Linked DNA regions of Mus musculus: region 2 is linked to region 1. Evidence: chromatin contacts called from public promoter capture Hi-C data. All regions are on one chromosome and are shown on one strand. Each heading gives the region's core, a stretch centred on a gene start, on an enhancer-like site or on the middle of the called end of the contact. The rest is flanking DNA. Distances are from core to core; before and after follow the strand shown. Region 1 has its middle 22 kb from the start of Ece1. Region 2 holds the start of Ddost (dolichyl-di-phosphooligosaccharide-protein glycotransferase).

Evidence for each region. Promoter capture Hi-C pulls out the DNA fragments that hold promoters and counts their contacts.
Region 2: a contact with region 1 is called in a promoter capture Hi-C map of liver, with 3 times the contacts expected there. The contact joins the promoter of Ddost here to the enhancer-like site in region 1. A contact is called at or near these places in 2 of 39 promoter capture datasets (liver and neural stem cells), 13 of 484 Hi-C or Micro-C datasets (CD8 T cells, the N1E-115 cell line, adipose-derived mesenchymal stem cells and 8 more), 4 of 115 datasets of contacts at active chromatin or transcription factors (bone marrow-derived macrophages, embryonic stem cells, large pre-B cells and 1 more) and 1 of 9 other capture datasets (embryonic stem cells).

The regions. Positions count from the first base shown.
Region 1 is chr4:137,836,430-137,843,826 of GRCm38.p6, reverse strand. No RefSeq gene overlaps it. Among named protein-coding and RNA genes, the nearest start is that of Ece1, 22 kb to the left of the region's middle. Within about 2 kb of position 5,561, at least 35 of the 459 cell types and tissues checked have an H3K27ac peak or open chromatin away from gene starts, as enhancers often do. A contact at or near this core is called in liver, where this site is marked.
Region 2 is chr4:138,302,206-138,309,468 of GRCm38.p6, reverse strand. Ddost (dolichyl-di-phosphooligosaccharide-protein glycotransferase) reads right to left here and starts at 4,731. Exons shown (of 11, transcript NM_007838.3): 1 at 4,431-4,731; 2 at 4,204-4,314; 3 at 1,140-1,226; 4 at 16-119. The coding sequence starts at 4,590.

The sequences.
Region 1 (7,397 bases), core at 4,312-6,811:
AAACTGACATAAAACAAGAATAAACCTGAAGCCGGGCGTGGTGGTGCACACCTTTAATCCCAGCATTTGGGAGGCAGAGGCAGGTGAATTTCTGAGTTCGAGGCCAGCCTGGTCTACAGAGTGATTTCCAGGACAGCCAGGACTACATAGAGAAACCCTGCCTCGAAAAAACAAAACAAAACAAAACAAAACAAAACAAAACAAAACAAAACAAAACAAAACAAAACAAAACAAAACAACCCTGAAACTATGCAAAAAACCGAGTCTCCCCTCTCCCAGGTGGATGGAGCTGGGTGTTGACTTGCTCACGTCAGACAGAGGTGGGCTGTAGGGAAAGCAACCATAATGTCCTCCGGGTGCTTGAGCAGGGTGGTCTGTCCTGCCTGGCCGTGCACCTGCCTCCCACAGAGGCCCATCTTGGAAAGCCATTCAGGATGTTTGCAAGCACGGGTGTGTGAACCCTCACTGCCACCGTGCCAGCAGTCTCAAATGACAACAGGTCATCTTTGTGGCTCTCCTCTGGGACCTGCATAATAAGCTCTTGAAATCTCCATGGATGGTAGAGGAGCGGCAGAATCTAGGACCCATCCAAGTCTTCCCAAGCCAGAATGTCCTGCCCAGTGGACACTCAGCCTGCCTGAGGTATTGTGCCTGCCTGGTGTGCACGGAGCCCTGGCTTCCATCCCTACCATCATGTAGACTGAAAGGCAGAGGCAGGAGGACCATAGATTCTCGCCCATCCTCAGTTACAGGGTGAGTTTGAGGACAGCCTGGGCTACATGAGACTGTGTCAAAACAAAAATAACAACCAAGCTCCTAGGATACTTGAACACACAGACACATGAATGTATGCACACACACATACACACACACACACACACACATGCACATGTGCATACAAAGCACACACTGGTAAAAGAGAGAAATCTTTGGGGCCGGGAAGATGGTCAGAAAATACTTGCCTCATAAGCATGGGGAACTGAGTTTGATCGCTGAAGTCCACATTAAAACAAAACAAAACCCAGCAACAACAACAAAACCCAATCCAGGGCTAAACAGAGATGCCCTATCTTAAAAATTAAGAGAGGGAGGGAGGAAGGGAGGGAGGGAGGGAGGGGGGAAGGAAGGAAGGAAGGAAGGAAGGAAGGAAGGAAGGAAGGAAGGAAGGAAGGAAGGAAGGAAGGAAGGAAGGAAGGAAGGAAGAACAGGGCATGGAGCAACTCTTGCAACCCCAGTGCTGAGGAAACAGAAACTGGCAGGTCCCTGGCTGACCAGCCTAGCCTACTTGGTGAGCTAGAGAGAGAGAGAGAGAGAGAGAGAGAGAGAGAGAGAGAGAGAGAGAGAGAGAGAGAGAGAGAGCGCACTGGCTGGACCTAGGTCCCCCGCACCTATGTAGCAGATGTGCAGCTCTGTCTGCATGTGGGTTCCTCAACTGATAGATCAGGGGCTGTCCCTAAAGCCATTGCCTGTCAGCGAAATATGTTCTCCTAACAGGGCTGCTGCCTTGTCTGGCCTCAGTGGGAGAAGATGCCCCTAGCAGTGCAGAGACTTGATGTGGGAGCCAGGGTGGGGGGATACACAGGGGACCTCCATCCTCTCAGAGGAGAAGTGGAGGAGGAGGAGGGAGGGACTGTGTGAGAGGGGGACAGGGAGAGGGGGCAGCAATCAGGATGTGAAGTGAATAAAAAATAAAGAAAACAGAAGGAGGGAGAAGAGGAGGAGGAGGAGGAGGAGGAGGAGGAGGAGAGGAGGAGGAGGAAGAAGAAGAAGAAGAAGAAGAAGAAGAAGAAGAAGAAGAAGAAGAAGAAGAAGAAGAAGAAGAAGAAGAGAAGAAGAAGAAGAAGAAGAAGAGAAGAAGAAGAAGAAGAAGAAGAAGAAGAGAAGAAGAAGAAGAAGAAGAAGAAGAAGAAGAAGAAGAAGAAGAAGAAGAAGAAGAAGAAGAAGAAGAAGAAGAAGAAGAAGAAGAAGAAGAAGAAGAAGAAGAAGAAGAAATGTTCCCTGAGAGGGCACCCTCTGGCCTCCGACACCACACACATTCCTGTGTACTGCCTACCATGAATACCACATACATATCACACAACAGAAAACTGCTATGACCTGACAACAGGTCATCATGTCTGAACAACAGAAATGTAGATGCTGGCATGTGTGGCTCCTGTACCTTCAGGAAGAGAAGCAGTTTGCAAAGCAATGTGCACACAGGACCGTATGTTCCTGCTTAAGCCTGTGCTTTCCTGTTTGTTTGTTTTCTATAACAATCATCCATGGCTTTTGTAATAAAGGAAGAATGGTAGTGGGGCCTTGTGGCTCTGGCCTGTGATCCCCACTACCTGGGAGGTTGAGGCATAAATTCAAGATCAGCAAGGGCGATAGAGTAAGAGAGTGTGTTCAAGGAGATCCTGGGCAACCTACTGAGAATGTTTTGAAATACAAATAGAAGAGGAAGAAGAAGAGAAAGAGAAGGAAGAGGAAGAAGAGGAGGAAGAGGAGAAGGAGGAGGAAAAGGAGGAAGAAGAAGAGAAGGAGGAAGAAGAGGGGGAAGAAGAAGAGGAGGAGGAAGAAGCGGAGGAAGGCTGCAGATACAGCTCAGGGATGAAGCCCTGGCCTAGTCTTAGTGAGGCTCTAGCTTCAGTCCTCGGTACTGAGAAAAGTAAAGAAAGAAAGCTGAGCGTGGTGGTACACACCTTTGATTGCAGCACTCAGGAGGCAGAGGCAGGTGGGTTTCTGAGTTCTAGGCCAGCCTGGTCTACATAGAGAACTCCAAGCTAGTCAGAGCTACACCATGAGATTCTGCCGAGAGAGAGAGAGAGAGAGAGAGAGAGAGAGAGAGAGAGAGAGAGAGAGAGAGAGAGAGAAGAAGAAGAAGAAGAAGAAGAAGAAGAAGAAGAAGAAGAAGAAGGAGGAGGAGGAGGAGGAGGAGGAGGAGGAGGAGGAGGAGGAGGAAGAGGAGGAGGAGGAGGAGGAGGGAGGGGAGAGGAAAAGAAAAGGAGGGAGGGAGGAGGGAGAGAGGAAGGGAGGAAGGAAATTAGACAGACTGAATGACTTGGGTATTACATGTGTGTGCACATGTGTGCATGTTTGTGTGTATGCATGGAGATGCCAGAGGACAGAGAAGGACATCAGATGTCCTTCTCTGTCATTCTGCCCCTTAGTCCCTTAAGGCAGTGTCTCACTGGACCTGATGTTAGGCTGGTGGCTGACAAGTCCCAGCCATCCTGCTTTTTGCACCCCCAAAGCATTGGCATAAATGTGGCTATACCTGGTTCTTATGTGGGTACCAGGGACCTCAGGATGTCCTGATGCTTAGGCAGAAAATCTTATACACCATCATTTCCCAGCTAACACCATCTTCCTTTAGAGATAGGGTCTCTCACTGGCGTGGAAGTCACCAAGTAGGCTAGGCAGTTTGGCCAGTGAGCCCCAGGGATGCTGGTGTCTGCCTCCACAGCTCCGGGATAATAAATATGTGCCTGCATGTCCGGATTTGTACATGCGGGTGAGTCAGATCCTTGTGCTTTGGGACAAACACTTTACAGACAGAACCATCTCCTCGGCCCCTGGATGCTATTGGCTTTTATTTCATGCGCATGCATATTTTGCCCGCGTGTATGTACTAGAGGCTAGAGCAGGGCATTGATTATCTGCAACTGGAGTTACAGACAGTTGTGACCCACCATGTGGGTGCTAAGAATCATTTCTGGGTCCTCTGGAAGAGCAGTCAGTGCTCTTAACCACCAGGCCATGTCTTCAGCTATCCAACTTCTTCTTGAAGTGACTCACTATGCAGTCAGATGGAAAGGCTGGGTTCACTCCCTTTATCCTTCTGCCACAGTAGCTAGCCCCGCCCCCACCCCTGAGGTCCTAAATGCTTCCGAACAAGCACAGATGTGTGCCCACCCAGGGGCGAGTTTGGGGAATTTGTTAGATGCCATCTGGATGAGTGAAGGGGTTGCAAGATGAATTGTGTTGGAAGAAGAACCGAAGCTTCTTGAGATGGTTGGCCTGGCCTCGGGATCATCAGGTGGCGCCTCCCTGGCAAGGGAGTCCTGGAGGTGAGCCATGACAGTTAGGAGCTAACTGGGTGAAGGGAGGGGAAGAGGGTGGTCCTGGCATCCAGTAGAAGTAGAAGTTGTGGGGCAGTAGGGAGGTTGTGGATCTGGCCATGGTGCTGGAGTGCCTAAGAGGCAAGAGAAGCGTCAGGGGCCAGAGTATGTGGCCTTGCAGGCTGCACTGAGGATTTAGACCTTGATCCAGAAGAAAAATAGCTGCCATGTGTCACAGTCACATGCATCCATCGGATGCTGTGTGGTGAGCATACTGAATGAGGACAGTTGGAGACAGTGGCAGTGTTGGGGATCAGCTGCCATGCAGACCTGAGCGTCCCTACCCTCAGCTGGTTCTAATAAAGAATTGCCATTCAGACAACAGCTGGGCAAAGAGACAGAGTGGGAATCTTAGATTGTGCGGGCAAGGGACCAAGAGAGAGGGGAAGAAGAGAGAATTGCTGTGGGATCAGATTTAAGAGCTGCAGGAGAGAAACCATCCAGCAATGTAGGTGGAAAGGGAATGCAGCCCTATGGAGTTGCTGCCCAGAAGGTAACAGGGAAGAAAAGGTAAAATATAGATTTAGAAGGTGTCAAGCCAACGGGGAGATTTAGAAGTGCTCAACCATTGAGCTAGTCAAGGTATATCAAAATTAACTGGTGTGTGTGTGTGTGTGTGTGCTTCATTCATAAATCCAGAGAGCTCTTGGGTGAGTGCAGTGTGCGAGTGACTCACCAGGAGCCAACAGTTTAATTAATTTACTGCAACATGCCAGGTTGCCCAGGGCTGCTATTGAGGCTGTACAGGGGAGGCTTGGGTGAGACAGGTGGGCATGGGCAGACCATGGTATGGATGGGTGGATGGATAAGGGCAAGGGAGAGGGAGGTTTTCCTGATGAGCTCTGGGTTTGTGGATGGAGCAGTGTGTTAGAGTATCAGACTGGGGAGATCTGAGCTGACAGGCTGAGAGTGAGATGTGTTTAAGTCTTGGGCACGCCGGACTGGCCAGCAGTAACGACGCTGCAACAGGATCCTTCTGCACACGTTTATTGGGAGAGCTTGATTGCAGAGGCGAAGAGACCCCGAGCCCAGAACTGGTGCTGCTTATATAGGCCTAGGAGAGGCGTGTCTCACACCCGGATTGGTTATGCACTACGCCTCATTTGCATGTTCCTCATCTGATTGGCTACTCTCTCTGTACCTCACAGAGCCTCATTATCATACCTCATTTGCATGTCTCACATCTGATTGGTTATACTCTCAAAGCCTCGTTATCATGCCCGGGCCAGGCAGTGTCTTTGCAAAAAACTTTACTGCATATGTACACATTGGTTGTTTGTCCAAACTTATGTGTGGTGGCCAGCAGTAGTCAGTGCCACTCTGCAACGGCACATGTGGCTTCCCACATTTAAGGAGAGAAGTGCAAGCAGCTGGATGTCCCTCTTAGGATCAGAGGAAAGGCTAAGTCAGAGTAAGGCCTCCACATCTCTGCAGGATAGACAGGTAGGCTGCGCCACCTTGAGGACCTTGCTGTAAACCAGTAACACACCCCCTGCAACGGAGGTACCCCACAGAGGTGGCGTGCATGGGAGGGCTGCTAGTCCTTCTGTGGACACCCTAGGAGAGAACAGGATGGAGGGGAGGGTCTGAGACGGGGCTGGGGAGTGTCAGCGATCTGCAGAGGAGACTGAGAAGTAGAAACGGGAGGAAACAAAACCAGGAGGAGCTCTGACCACAGAGGACAGAACTCTCATCCCCGGGTGCTGAGGGCTGCCAAGCAAGAGGTCAAGTGTACTGAGTCAGCAGGACATGGGCTGCTGGCTTAGGGAACATCCGGTCAGCGTGACTTGGCAAGCATGGGACAAAATCCAGAATAGCCCGTGCTGAAGGAGAAGAAAACAAACGGGCAGTCCTCCCCAAAGCTTGCTTGTTTGTTTGTTTGTTTGTTTATTTATTATTGGCATCAGGTGCCAAACTCAGGGTCAGTACTCTACTATGGACCCATATTCCCAGGATCCCTCCCCACCTCCACCCCCACCCCCACCCCAGTATAAGACAGAGTCTCATGTAGTCCAGGTTGACACTGAATTCCATGTGTAGCTGAGGGTGATCTTGAACTTCTGATCCTCCTGCCTCTGTTTCTGGAGTGCTGAGATTACAGTGTGTAGTTATAGGTAGGTAATAGACAGACAGACAGAGACAGACAAATGATAGAGAGATGATAGGTAGGTAGATGATAGATAGATAGATAGATAGATAGATAGATAGATAGATAGATAGATGACAGGTAGGTAGATGACAGGTAGATGATAGATGGATAGATGATAGATTATAGATAGATGCTAGATAAGTAGATAAATGATAGGTAAATGATAGATAAGTAGATAAATAATAGGTAGATGATAGATAGATGGTAGATTAGATAGATAGATAGATGATAGATAGATAGATAGATAGATAGATAGATAGATAGATAGATAGATAGATAGATAGATGGATAAACAGACAGACAGATAGATAGACAGATAGAAAGATAGACAGATAGACAGATAGATAGGTGATAGATAAGCCCACCATGGTGAGCTTATAGTTCCGGGATGTGTGCACACGAGACAAGTGTCTACCAACAAGAGCTACAGCATGAGTTACATTCCCTGCCCCCTTTCCCTTAAGGACTTTCTTCCTAAGGAAATAGGCAGGCAGCTCCAGTTTGGGTCAGGTCAAGGGAGGCTCTTCTCTTTTGCTTTCCCCTCCCACCCCCCCCCACCCCCTGAGATGAGCTACTTGCGAGGGCTTGGGTTGGGTGTGGGGTAGACTGTGTGTGTAGGAGAGGGTATGGGGGAATGGCTGGGTAGAAGGATGGGCTGCGGAGGCTGATGCTCGATTTGCTGTGTAGTTAAAGATGACCTTGAACTTTTGATCCTTCTGCCTCCACCTTCCAAGTGCTGTGATGGCTTGCCACCTCTAACTTCCAAGTGCTGGGATTGTAGGTGGGTTGCCACCACAGCTGTCTCAGGAAGGGACGTTACGGCAGGATGCTAATGCTAATGCAGAGAGCCTTCTGTGCTGTGTGGACAGTCTGAAGGTGTCGCATTGAGAGTAGAGAAGAACAGGCATGCCATGCTTGGGAGTAGAGTTCTGGGAGAGTGGAAAGTTTCTAAGGAGCTGCAGGCGGTTCTGAACTCCAAGCAAAGCTGGGTTATCTATCAGTCATCTGTCTGTCTATCTATCTATCTATCTATCTATCTATCTATCTATCTATCTATCTATCTATGTCCTTCTGGCTCAAGCCATCCTCCAGCTTCAAATTCCTGAGTAATTATGTCTACAGGCACTGGCTTTGGTCCTAAATGC
Region 2 (7,263 bases), core at 3,482-5,981, 470 kb before region 1:
GACAAGCCTGCCTACCTGGCCAAGGTCAGAAACATCATAGTTGTGGTGGTCGATGACAGCTGTTTTCTCTTCATCAAATTCAATCCCACACTCACTGCCCAGCTCCCGAAGAGGGTCACCTGCACAGATCCAAGAGATTGCCTGGCTGAGCCCTGGTCGGCAGGTCAGATAACACAGGCCACAACTTCACACCTCACCCTCACCTGGTCAGCCACGGTGCCCTGAGCCTTCAGCAGGCAGGCCACCACTTCCAGGGCTTGGATGAGTAGTGGAGCTAAATGACAGCCACCCTCCTCATATAAAGATTTAACAACTTGGTTCTACCTACACCCTCTTAGCAAACTTGGCAAAGCCAAAGCCAATACTGGCTTCGTTCGACAGGCCTGAGCTCACCTGCCCTCCTCACACCCCACCAAGTGACCCACTGAGATGAAAGTCTAGCACTGCTGCAAACAGGCCTGAGCTGTCCGCTGCTGGAGCTGAAGGACCAGTGCATGAACTAAGGATACAATTCTCTCCCTACTGCTGTGCAACTTTGGAACTTTCAAAACCAGAATCCAAAACTAACTCCACCCACTGCCTGCCTGACTTCCTGGTTCCCCCATAGTGGGTTCTTCTGATGCTGCTTAGATTCTAACACCAAATTTTGGTTCCTCAAGATGTGGTTCCCCCCAATGAACAGATCCTCAGGGACTCAAGTGATGCCGTGTGAACTTTCTCGACAAGTTCACTGGTCAGTAAAAGGCTAGAGCCTGTGATTGGGCAGGGGAGGGAGAAAAGTGGGACTGGAGATTTGAGTTGAGGGGTTTGCAGGCAGTGAGACAGAGGAGGAAGCAGCCTCCATGACCCAGAACCACAAGGACAGGAGAAGCAACAAGTAACAAGGGACCTACAGCTGGGGAAAATGTTAGATCTGCCCAGTCTAGGCTCGCGGCTTGTAAATAAGACACCTGGACTGTGTGTCTTTTATACGGGCTTGCTAGGATTATAAATTCATACCACACCCGTAAGGGTCCCAGGGCCACTGCATCTCTCATTGCCTCCCCGGCCAGTGCCACGCTGGCATCTCCTGCATGCAAAGCTCTCTGAGCTCCATGGGAACGGGTGCAAAGACTTGCAACTTCCTAGGGCAGACTTACCAATATCAGAGCTGGCAGCCACCAAAACGCTGCCGCCACCATCAATGAAGGCACTGATGGTCTCCACGTTGATGTTGCCTCCAAAATCTGCAAGAAGGCCCCAGACACAGTCACTATAGGCACCCTGTCCCCCTCTGACACCTGCATGGAGGTAACAGACCCCCCCAGAGCAGCCAGAGCTCCCAAAATGAGAGGGTGGGTGAATCTACCACACCTGTTACATGGCACAAACCCACATGATCGAAGCAATGCCCTGGCACTCAGATGCAATTACCAAACGCGTCCTGGTCACATCTGTTGACGTGACAGCACACATTCCAAGCCACATCTATTCACTCAAAAACGCTCAACAGCCCCACCCACACTTCACAGTACTGCTGTTCAAATGCTCAGATGCGCCTTCGCCATCGCTGGCACCATGCCTGGGCCACCCTCCAGTAGTCTATCAATGTCGCTCCACCTAAGCTGTTTGAGGAAGTACCACAGAATACACAGACGACACTCACTTGATCGTAAGGCTCACTGGCCTAACACTAACGGCTTCCTTGTTCCCATTATCCACAGCACAACCATTCAGTGCTTTAAACATCACCCAAATGGCTTGCTGGCCCCCAGCATTTGACCGCTGAGGCTCTGTCCAGTTCACTTAGTGACTGACCACTGCTGCCACCAGCACCAGGTGTGGCTTGCTGAGCCCTAGGGTTCTCTCCACAGTGAGTCTGGTGTTTAACCTAAGTCCACTTCCTTGCTAAGTATTTCCTATGGGCTGGGAACAATGAAAGGGAAAATGAGGGAAGGGAGACACTGTGTTAGTGAGGAGAGCCATTGTCCAGTGACACATGCAAAGATGGAAGGGTTAGCCGGGCAGCAGCGTGGTGGAAGAGCACACAGGCAGAGTGAACAACGGCAGTGTCAAGTCTGCCAGGTAGGGTGAGCTACGGGGCTGGACAGGAGGCCAGGAGTGAGGTGAGGTAGCCAGTTATTGGAAGGCTGGGACTGGTGGAAGGCACTGGATGGAGCATTCTGAGCTGGAGAACAACATGACTTCCTTGGTCCCAAGGTGGAGCTGGGTACAGGTAGCATGTAGGTCAGAAGGCACTGTGCCAGGCTGTGAAAGCATCCTAAACCAGGAGTAGGTGCTGGGGCACCAGGGGAGGGGCTTTCCATGGGACCTAAAGGGAGACAGCAGGAGCCGGGGGTGGGGCTGGGGGGACTGGCACTTTAGACAGCTGGCAGAACCCACTCTTGTGTGAACTACAGAATACAAAGTAGCTGCCAGGGGAAACAAAAGGCCATCCGTGTTTAACTGAAGTAGAGAATGGCAGGGACATCTTACCCCAGACAGGGACAGCCTGGGCCAAAGATGAAACGGAAAAACTACCTAGCACATTCACCAAAAAAGCAAAAGAAACGGCCAGGGCTGGAGAGACGGCTCAGTGACTAAGCACGCAGGCTGCTCTTCCAGAGGACCAGGGTTCAATTCCCAGCACCCACACAGCAGCTCACAACTGTCTGCAATTCCAGTCCAAAGGGATCCACCACCCTCTTCTGGCCTCTGAAAGCATCAGGCATAAACATGGTGGGACATACATGCTGGCCAAATATCCATGCAAAACAAACAAACAAACACACACACACACACACACACATAAGAAATTGTCAGGCTGGACAGATGGCTCAGTGGTTAAGAGGACTGGCTGCTCTTCCAGAGGACCTGGTTTCAATTCCTAGCACGTCTGTAACTCCTGTTCCAGGAGATCCAACACCCTCACACAGACATACATGCATTCAAAACACCAATATATGTAAAGCAAAAACAACTAAGTTATATATTTTTTAAAGTGTTTAAAAAAGCAAAAAGAGCCAGGAGGTGGTGGCGCACGCCTTTAATCCCAGCACTTGGGAGGCAGAGGCAGGTGGATTTCTGAGTTCGAGGCCAGCCTGGTCTACAAAGTGAGTTCCAGGACAGCCAGGGCTATACAGAGGAACCCTGTCTTGAAAAAAAAAAAAAAATGAATGAATGAATGAAAAGAAAAGAAAAGAAAAGAAAAGAAAATTGCCAAAGGAACTGGAGATAGCTAGTTAGTGAAAATACATAGGAAGTGGCTAAAGCTATGGGAAGGGCAAGCATCTCAGCAAGATAAAAATATGAGACTCTCATGTCATCTATTCTCGGTTGGGGACACCAGACTCACAGGCCCAAGGGAGTTAAGAACACTTCTCCAAATATACACATGGAAGAGAGAGACAAAGTTCAGCTCAGTAGATCTTAACAGAAATGTCTAGTGGTGGACTCAACTGCCTTGTAAGACAGAAATAGTTAAGTGTAAGTTACAGATCTTCACTCCATTCAGTAGTCTCTGAGGGCTGGTGAGATGGCTTAGCAGGCAGCCACAGGTCGGTCACTGGGTTCAAGTCTCCAGTAAGGGCTGGGAATGACAAGCGGTGCCTATTACCCAAGCATCAGGAGGCAGAGACTGATCTGAGAGCTCACTGTCCAGCCTGCTTAGTCAAAATGGCAAGCTTCAGGTTCAGTGAGAGACCCTGGCTTAAGGGAGTGAGGAGTGTGACAGAGTAGGTGACCCGATTCTACACGTCCACAGAAGTGTGCACAACCTCACATACATGCATATTTCCCACCACCCCCAATACCAACTAGCCTTGTGTTGGTCAGCCAAAACACATCCATCAGGCCTTAAGGGTTGATGGGTATGTATCTATTTGTATTCTTATGACCTGCAGAATGACTTTTTACAGCAATCCATGTTAATAATGTGACAAATCTTTGTACACAAGCAAGTCAAATCAAGAGTTTCTTTATCAGGACCCTTGTTAGAGAAAACCCCCTTCTCCAGAAGCGAAATGTCTACGGGTGACATTTGGCACTCTATCCTTAGCTGTATCTTTTTGACGGATGAAATCTCCGAGGCCCAAGCTGCAATTAACATTTTCCTCTACTATACTTCGAAACTCACCCCAAGACCCAGAACATGCCCAGGAACAAGAAGACAGCCGTCTCCTGAGCCCCCCCAATCCCATTTCGAGGGGCGACGCGCGCCCTTACCTTCCACCGACGGGGAAAAGATGATAAGGTTGTCATAGAGGAACTCCCCGTACTTAATGAGGGACAAGCTGGGGTCATCTGCGGTCTTGAAGGTGAGCTCAAAGCCCCGGTCTGGAGGAAAGAAACCCGGAACCCGGTCAGGAGAGGAATCCCTGCTGCAGCCCTCGGAGGGGGCTGCCGTCTCCGCCCCAACCCGGGCCATTCCCTCGGCTCTGCTCGGCGCTCACCCTTCAGGCTGCGGAAGAACAGCGAGTGCGTGTCCCGCACGTTCAGGTTGTCCAGCAGCACGAGGGTGCGGGGGCCGCTGGCGCAGACGCAGCCGAGCACGGCCAGCAGCAGCCCGCAGAGGGGCCAGGCGCGGACGGCGAGGCGGGGATCCATCTTCATCTCCCAGCAGCCCAGGCCAGCACCTGGGCACCGGAAGCGTCCCTCGCGGCCGCCCAATGGCCGCTCGCAGCGGCGGAGTACCACTTGGAAGCGGTCCGGGTACTCCGTGGCCCCGCGGCCCACGCCGCTGCGGGGACGGACCAAGAAGCAGGGAACGCCACCGGAAGTGGCCCTCCGGAGGCCGAGTCTCTGTACCTTATTGGCGAAACGCACTTGAGGCTCCGCCTCCCCCATGGAAAAGGGCCAATCCAAGAGAGACAGCTCCGTAGCTGCTGCCAATCAACAAAGCCGGGCGCCCTTTGCCTCCGCCCAGGCTAGCTCCCGCCACATCTCTCAAACTCTCCTCTAGCGTCTCCAGATTTTCCGTTTCCTAGGCAGCCGCCCCTTTTCCCCCAGGACGCAGTTGTCATTACCAGGACCAGATAGGGGTGAATTCCTCGCCTGTCGCTAGTCTAACGGGCTCGGAAGCAGGCCCTTATCTCTTGAGAGCAATGAGGTGGGGAAATAGGCTCTGGCCAGGCCCGAAACAGGGTGGATGGCCAAGGAGAAGGTTAGTGATCAAAAGGCTCTTCACAACCAGGATTGGTGGCTCGTGCTTTTAATTTCAGCACTCGAGTGGGAGGCAGAGGCAGATCTTTGTGACTTCGAGGCCAGCCTGGTCCACATAGTGAGTCCAGGCCTGCTGGGGTCACATATTGAGAGCTGGTATAATGCGGCGGGAGGGAGCAACTTGGCTGGCCGGCCAAGGTGATCCCCTGAACAATCAAGCCACGCGACAGACCTAGTGTAAAGACGATTTATCGTCGGTGGAAGGGAAGGGGACTTGGGACGGGGTAGAGACCGAAAAGGGGAACAGAGAATGGTAGAGAAGAGGCCAGCTGAGAACATCTGGGGGGAGAGAGGAGAGAATAGGAGATAGGGAGAGAGGCAGGTTAGCCGAGAGGAGTCCTTACACGCCTGGCTCGCACCTGGCTGGCGGCTACCCAAGCTGCTGCGTGGTGCCTAGCGGAATTGTCTATAAGCCAACATGGGGTGCCAGCAAGATGGTTCAGCTGATAAAGGTGCTTGTTTGCCACCAAGACTGACGTCGTGAGTTCAATCCCTGGGCCCCAGACGGTGGAAGGAGAGAACGGCCTTCTGCAAGTTGTCTTCTGACACACACACACACACACCAACCCAAGATTCAGGACAGAAATAAAACGTAGAGGTCTAGGGATGTGTACTTCAGTGGGTAAGATGCATGCATTATCTAGATTGCAGGAAGGCCTGGGTTTGATGCCCAGTATCATAGAAAACTAGGCATGGCAGCTGGCAGCTGTAACCTCAGCACTCGAGATACAAACATCAGGATAATTAGTGCAAAGTTGTCCTCAGCTACATGCAAGTCCCAGGCCAGCTGGATGTGACCGTCTCCATATAATAATTATCGTTCCTAAACTTCTCTGAAGCCCAACCACACCACTCAGTGACACTGACTTTAGGGATGTGCCATTGTTAGGACACCCTTTCAAGGTACCCACCTACACCTCTCCCTATAGCTTCAACCGCCTCTGCTCTCTGCTCTGAGTACTGCCAACCTTCGCACACACCCTTGAGTTGCCCATCTGCACCTGTTGCCCTTTCAGCTCCCTCCACAGGTGCCCGCCCTCCCCAGGACTCCCACCTGAGATCTGTATCTTTGCTTTTCCATGGTGGTGGGTGGGGCTTTATTCCCTCAGAAACCTGAGCAACCTCCCCTGACTGGTGCTACTGCAGTGGCCTTTGGTAGTCTGACCCTGTACCCTGGCTGCTTCAGTGAAAACTCCTTGGCCCAAGAGTAAGTAAGGCCTACCAAAGTCTCTGGTATAAGGAGGAGGGCAGAGTAGCTCAGTACAGAGCTAGCACATACTCTAACCCTTCACAGAATACCACGAAGTGGGTGCAGCTCTCGTTTATCGAGGTGGTGAGGAACTGTCAGCTCCCTTGACTGTGGGCCCACCGAGGTCATGCTGGAATACAGAGGGGAGGGCTGTCATGGCAACCTGGATTCATTTCTGGCTATGTCAGGACACAGTTCCAGTTCGGGTCCCTGAAGCCTGGCAGGACAGCAGTAACCACACCTGCTGCACAAACCTGAGCTCAATCCCCGGAAGCCACCGTGGATGGAGAGAAGCCATCCTGGAAGCTGGCCTCTCTCCTCTCCGTCCAAGCATCACGACACATGTCCCCAACTTAGGCACACACAATAAAGGGGGGGAGTGTGCTTGGGTGGTTTGGGGAGGTACTTGGTGGCTGGAGACACTTGCTGCCAAGCCTAATGACATAGATTCAATCCCTGGGGCCACATGGCAGAGGGAAGAAACTGACTTCCACAGGTCACCATCCAACCTCCACATGCATACCATAGCACATGTGCCCCCATAAAAAATATTTATATACACACACACACACGTGCGTACATATACATACACACACACGTGTACATATACATATACACACACACATATATATACACATACACACACGTGTACATATACACACACACACACACACATATATATATATATATATATATACACACACACACACGTGCATACATATACATACACACACACAGAAGCTGGAGAGAGAGCTCGATTGGCAGAGTCCTTGAGAAAAGATACCTGAGGTTGCCTTCTGATCTACACACATGCA